Linked DNA regions of Mus musculus: region 2 is linked to region 1. Evidence: chromatin contacts called from public Hi-C data. All regions are on one chromosome and are shown on one strand. The core of a region is the stretch at or near the end of the contact, and the rest is flanking DNA. Distances in the headings are between cores, read along the strand shown.

Region 1 (2,852 bases), core at 184-2,683:
ATATATCTATTTCAATATGCCATTTAAAAAAACCTCAGTTCAATATATTTATTCAAACTTTTGTCATTCAGAGAATAAGCCCATGAAAAGAACTCTCGTGTAATACAGAATATAACCATGAAATAACGGTTTCAGCTTGGTCCCTTCTTAACAGTGCTGAAGGTTCCAATCCAAAGATACATTAAAAAAAAGTGGCAGAGTTACAGGAGATCCTGAGGGCATGAGACAAATGGGTGAGATTTGGTCAGAGCCATAGTCTTGCTAATGCCTGCTGCTGGAAGCCAAGAATCTGGAGCCTACAGACTTAATAGTTGTTAGGTAGATCAGAAAGCAGATATAGTGGGATCCTCAGTGGTCAAACATATACACAGCCTTTATCTGTTTTATAATTATTCTTGATTTAGTAAACAGCTGTGCTAATAATGTGCTAGGTGCCCAAATCTCAGGACCCTGAATTGTTTTTATCCACATTTGGACAAAACTTGGATATCAAGATGATTCATTTTCCAGAATGAATATCTTCAGTTTTATGATTGCGATATCATCTTTTTGCTGCTGTTAGAATGAAAAAAAGATGTTAATAAACATCTACAAAATGTACCTCCAATGGGAAGATGATGCCAGCTGACCATAGCTACTGAGATGGAAGGAATTGCTGGTATTTTGAAGGATAAAATTAGTAATTTATCCTGCTTTCTTTTAAAATTGTGTTTCATTGCTCAAACCATCTGGGAATGACTTCAAACTGTGACCATATATTCAGTCAGTTTTTCCCTGTGGGAATCTTGTTTAATTCACTGCATATCAGAAAATATGGAGTTATCATCACAAACAACAGCAGAAAAGTTTATTAATATGAGTGATATTTCCTTTTTAAAAAATGTTTGCAGAAAGAAGGAAAGTACAGATATTGATGACAGAGAAACTCACTGAATTTGCAGCTCATTATTCATTGGCTTACATAAAACCAATTTATTGCTAGATTCCTCAAGCTGCATGCATATAACAGTTGCTGCTGTGGTTTGTTCTACTGGAAGAGACAACCTCTAAATCTAAAACAAAGACTTCAGTGCACCTGTAATACCCCATACATTCCAAACTCTGTGCAAAATTCCAGAAGAATCAAACAGTTGTGCACTTCACAGTGGGCTGGCATGTGATGGGGCACCCTTTAACCCTTTCACTGCCATCTCTGCACATTCAAAGTTATCAAAAAAAAAAGTTTGAAAAAGCATCAGAATATTGAGCTTGGAAAAAAACGCTTCCACAAACGATCTCCAAACAGCTTAAATGACTCATAGACCAAAATAACACACTGCAGATTAGCTTCTGAAATCCAATTATAAAACTGTTTATTCTGGCCACACCATACTGAGGTTGGACACGGGTGACTAATCAAACTCATGTGCTTACTAGTGCCAAAGTTGAACTGAAGCTGAGGTGCAGGGAAGTGTCAGATCCACTTCCCAAGGACTGGTTGGATGGCACAGCTGTTGACAGAGCACAACGGATGTAACCTCACTAGCTGAATACAAACTCCCCAACGATACTGCCTGACCTGTTCAGAAACAGACGGGCATAACACATGGCTTTAAAATTGACAAAAACTCACCTCCCTTTAGGTCTCAACCTAGAATTATTTTCTTAAAATGGACGTACAATGTCAAAATTGCTAGCATGAAATATAGTGCTGGTATGTGATTCAAGTCAGGGCAATGATCATATCTATAAGGGCTAGGAGGACTTAGCATTTCCTTGTGGTAAAATACTCTAAAATTATCATTTCTTTCTACTTTGAAATTTACATCTTGATAACCTAGCCACCCAAGTGGCTCTTCACCACCACACTTAGCTCCTCCATGTTTAAGTTTCTAGCCAACTCCTAGCCTCCTGCTGCCATCCCAGCTCATGTTCCTCCTCTCCAAACCACCATTTTACTCTCAACTTCTGTGAAAGGTAGCATTCTTAGATCTCACACGAGTACAGTAAAAGCTCGCAGGACTTGCTCTTTAATGCCTGGTTTATTCTACTGAATGTCATGTCCTCCACATGCCTCTAGTTGTCAGAAGGGGCCACAGCTATATTTTATAGTTGAGAAAGAATTGCATGGGCATATTTTCATAATGCAGTACCTTGTGAACAATCTAGAATAAACACAGGCCTGCAGCTATTTTCCCTGCTGTCACTTGGGTTTCCTTTGGGCAGACACCCAGAAGTGGAATTGCTGGGCGCTACAGTATTTTGATTTTAGTATTTTAAGAGATTTCTAAGGTTCTATGTCTGTGTTAATTTACAGAGTGACAGAGCTCCTTTCTCCCAGGCCTGTTTGCATGTATACCACCCACCCCACTACATCTGTTGAGCATCTGCTAAAGGTTAGCCATTGTGCCAGAGGCTGATGACACAGAAGGGACACAGTCAAATATGACTACGACCTTCATGGAACAAGACAGCCTGAGGAGAGGACAGAAAGTCTCACCCTACTTCTTGCTCCCTGGGAAATCTGGCAAAACTACACAAAGGTTTCAAAGCTGCTCTTATGAATTCCCTATTAGGATTCTTCTGATATCACCTAATTGTATCTGTCTTCTTTTCTACCATAATACCAATTCTTGGCACTACAGATAGATGCCTGCCTAGTGATTCACATTGACTATAAACATTTTAATCCTACAAAGCAGATAAGGCCAAACTCCTTCACCATGATAAACAAGAGCCAAAGGACCTGCATAGGAAGCTGCAAAGAAGAAAGCTGGAGATGCTCCTAGAAGAACCTCTACTGAGGGTCTTGCTAACCACAGAATCACATATGGAGCAGAATGGCTGATCCCACCACACAGTCCTGTTCCATG
Region 2 (2,852 bases), core at 201-2,700, 330 kb before region 1:
GCAAAATAAATAAAAGTCCCTGCAAAGATGGAGACAGTGAGTTTCTCTACGGTTATTAAACATTCTGTCCCTGGGATGGTTTGGTAGTGCCCCTAAGTATAGCACCAAGGATATGAGCCTCACACAAACTCATTTACTCACAGTTATACCGGGATGACGGCCATGCTCACAGCTCCCAGGAAAATGCAAAGCTCTTTTATGATCCATCTCAGAGTTAACCTGTTAGATACCGTGCACAAATGGACCATTATAAATATGCCCTGCACAGTCACAGCATCTCTTTATCTATTTGCTTCAATTATACAAATGTCCAAATGGAGAGGTATGTGTACATGCATGTGGGTGAATGCAGGTGTGTGTGTGTGTGCATCTCTCTCTCTCTCTCTCTCTCTCTCTCTCTCTCTCTCTCTCTCTCTCTCTCCCTCTGTTATAAATGGATACCTGGATGTATTTCTCTATACTCCTGACTATTTCTATGATCCTAATGTAAGAATTCGAGTCTTGAGCATCTTTGTAGGGAGTTAGAGCTGCTTGAAAATCCTAAAATGACTCATCCTCTGACTTAGCACCAATCTGGTGTGTCACTCCCGACAGCAACTCTAAAGTGGTTATGTGTGGTGCCGTACGTTAAAAAAAGAATAATTCAAATCAGAGAAGCTCAGATATATAGCTATCAAAGAAATGTTTCAAGGGCAACTTTGGAAAAGTATAAACCCTTCCGAGGGAGCTGTTCCAGATGAACTGCACCTTCCTCCCTCAGGGGAAATGGGAACATCCTTCAAGAAGAGTCGACACAGCACTACTCAAGTCTCCAGCCAACAGGTTTCCATGGCTTCCACACTTAGAGCAGCAGCCTGTCCGTTCTACCTAAGGAACACTAATTGGCATGACAATATTTTTGGATTCCTGGTGATCTGGTCCAGAGTACTATAATATCCATAGGAATTTCCAAGGAAATTGCAGAACAAGAAGAAGCCACTAAAGTGGCACTGACTTGCAAGGTGGCAACTCAGACAAGCAGCAGGGACAGTGTATCCTCAAGCTAATCCAAAGCCATGCACATGGCCACATATTGTCCACAACAAGGACGTTCTTGTGTACCACAGAAAATAGAATGGAAATCTGTAATACCTTTGCAAAAACAAAACAAAAAACAAAAAAACAAAATAGTAACTCTTCCACAAGGAAAAAGGTTATTATGTCATATTTTCCCCTCAGTATAACAGGAAATTTCCTATTGCTATAACGAGCATTTGGAATGACTATCAAAGACCAGGAAGTAAAGGCTGGGACCAAGACCAAGGTACTATGTGGGGCTGATGGGGAATGCTGTCAGTGGGGGTGTAGCCTTGACTGCACGGGAGATAGGAATTTCAGACATTCCGGGTTTTCTCTACTTATCCAGTCATGAGATAGACAGGTTTGCTTGGCACACATCCCTGACCACAATGTGTCTGACTGTACAGGCAAATAAGCAAGGGAGCCAATCAAACCAAAGCAGACAGGACCTCTCGGGTTATCCAGTATAGTAAAAGCAGGGCCTCTTATTTATCAGGGATGTTTAGAAGGAACCACACCCTTTCCCCTTTCCTCATAAAGCCTACTGTTCTTTAGAGGACACAAACCACAAACTGGTCAGGTGCGTGTGACAACCTCAGGTTCCCAAAGATAAACTGACCAGTGATCCTGTTTTACATAAGAAAGAAACTCAAAGACCCATGAAAAGAAGACTTTACAAGTTTTCCCTCCCTCCCTCCCTCCACCCTTCTCTTCCCTCTTCCTCCTTTCCTTCCTTCCTTTCTTTTTTTGTCTATGTTCCTAGCATTTGAGAGGTGGTGGCAGGAGGATTGTGAATTTGAAGCCAGTATGAACTACATGGCAAAAACATGTCAAACAAACAAACAAACAAACAACACCCTTATGTGCACATGATTAATGGAAAAATTACCAGACTTGGACTACCTCAGCAATTCAACAAAAGGACCTATTCAGTCCTCCTATGCAGGCAAATAAATGCTCCCCCCCCCCTTTTTTTTTGAATCGTTTACTTATTTCAACTGACTTTTTTTTTTTTTTTTAAATCTTAGAGGCTTACCGTCTCTTTTCTTTTGATTTTTTATTTCTTATCATGGAGGCAAAAAAATCCCTTGTGTGTGACAGCAAATCCTCCAATACTGCGAGTGAAAATAGATGCCATTCTCTCAATCAGCCAGGGCCTTGTCCCAGGGTCAGTAGTTGACTACTAGAACTGCTAGTAGTGATTAGTCAAACTTTATGCAAAAATGTGGCAGGGCAGGCATAAGGGTAACAGGGACAAGAGAGTCTGAGAAAAACCAAGGTAAAGGAAGATTTTGACCTCAGAAAAAGAATAGTGGACAAGTACCTTGGGAAGCACTTATTTAATTAGTACCATCTGTAGAATAAAAATGTCAGCCAATGGCAAGGACTATAAGGGATCATCGACCAGTGAGCCAGAGAGAATGATTTCTCAGAGTTAAACATGCTATAAAAAAGACACAACCGAACCTAGTTGGGAGGACCACATATTTGCTTCAAAACAGGAAACTAGACATTATAATACTATTTACTGTTAATGTCTCTTCTGATGTAATAGTGACTTCTGAAAATGAGAGCTAAAAGACAGAATAAAGAACTTAAAGCTAAAATCCCAACCACATGTTGGTGTTGTTTTTCTTGGCTTATTCAATTAACTTAAACCATCTAGTCACTGTGAAAAGAAACATATAGAAAACGCATTTTCTAAGACTTAAACCATATAAAAATCCACTCATCTGTCAAGAGAAATCACAGAATACAATCATCTACAATAAGGCTGAGGTTTTTCAAAAGAA

What was found. Hi-C and Micro-C count contacts between places; a contact is called where the count stands out from the background.
Region 2: a Hi-C map of pancreatic cancer cells shows a contact between it and region 1, with 4 times the contacts expected there. The contact joins two enhancer-like sites. A contact is called at or near these places in 4 of 484 Hi-C or Micro-C datasets (the C2C12 cell line, cortical neurons and pancreatic cancer cells).

Annotation. Positions count from the first base shown.
Region 1 is chr17:70,003,387-70,006,238 of GRCm38.p6, reverse strand. It overlaps a transcript of Dlgap1 not described here. Among named protein-coding and RNA genes, the nearest start is that of Gm36594, 81 kb to the right of the region's middle. Within about 2 kb of position 1,433, at least 5 of the 459 cell types and tissues checked have an H3K27ac peak or open chromatin away from gene starts, as enhancers often do. A contact at or near this core is called in pancreatic cancer cells, where this site is marked.
Region 2 is chr17:70,331,384-70,334,235 of GRCm38.p6, reverse strand. It overlaps a transcript of Dlgap1 not described here. Among named protein-coding and RNA genes, the nearest start is that of Dlgap1, 92 kb to the left of the region's middle. Within about 2 kb of position 1,450, at least 10 of the 459 cell types and tissues checked have an H3K27ac peak or open chromatin away from gene starts, as enhancers often do. A contact at or near this core is called in pancreatic cancer cells, where this site is marked.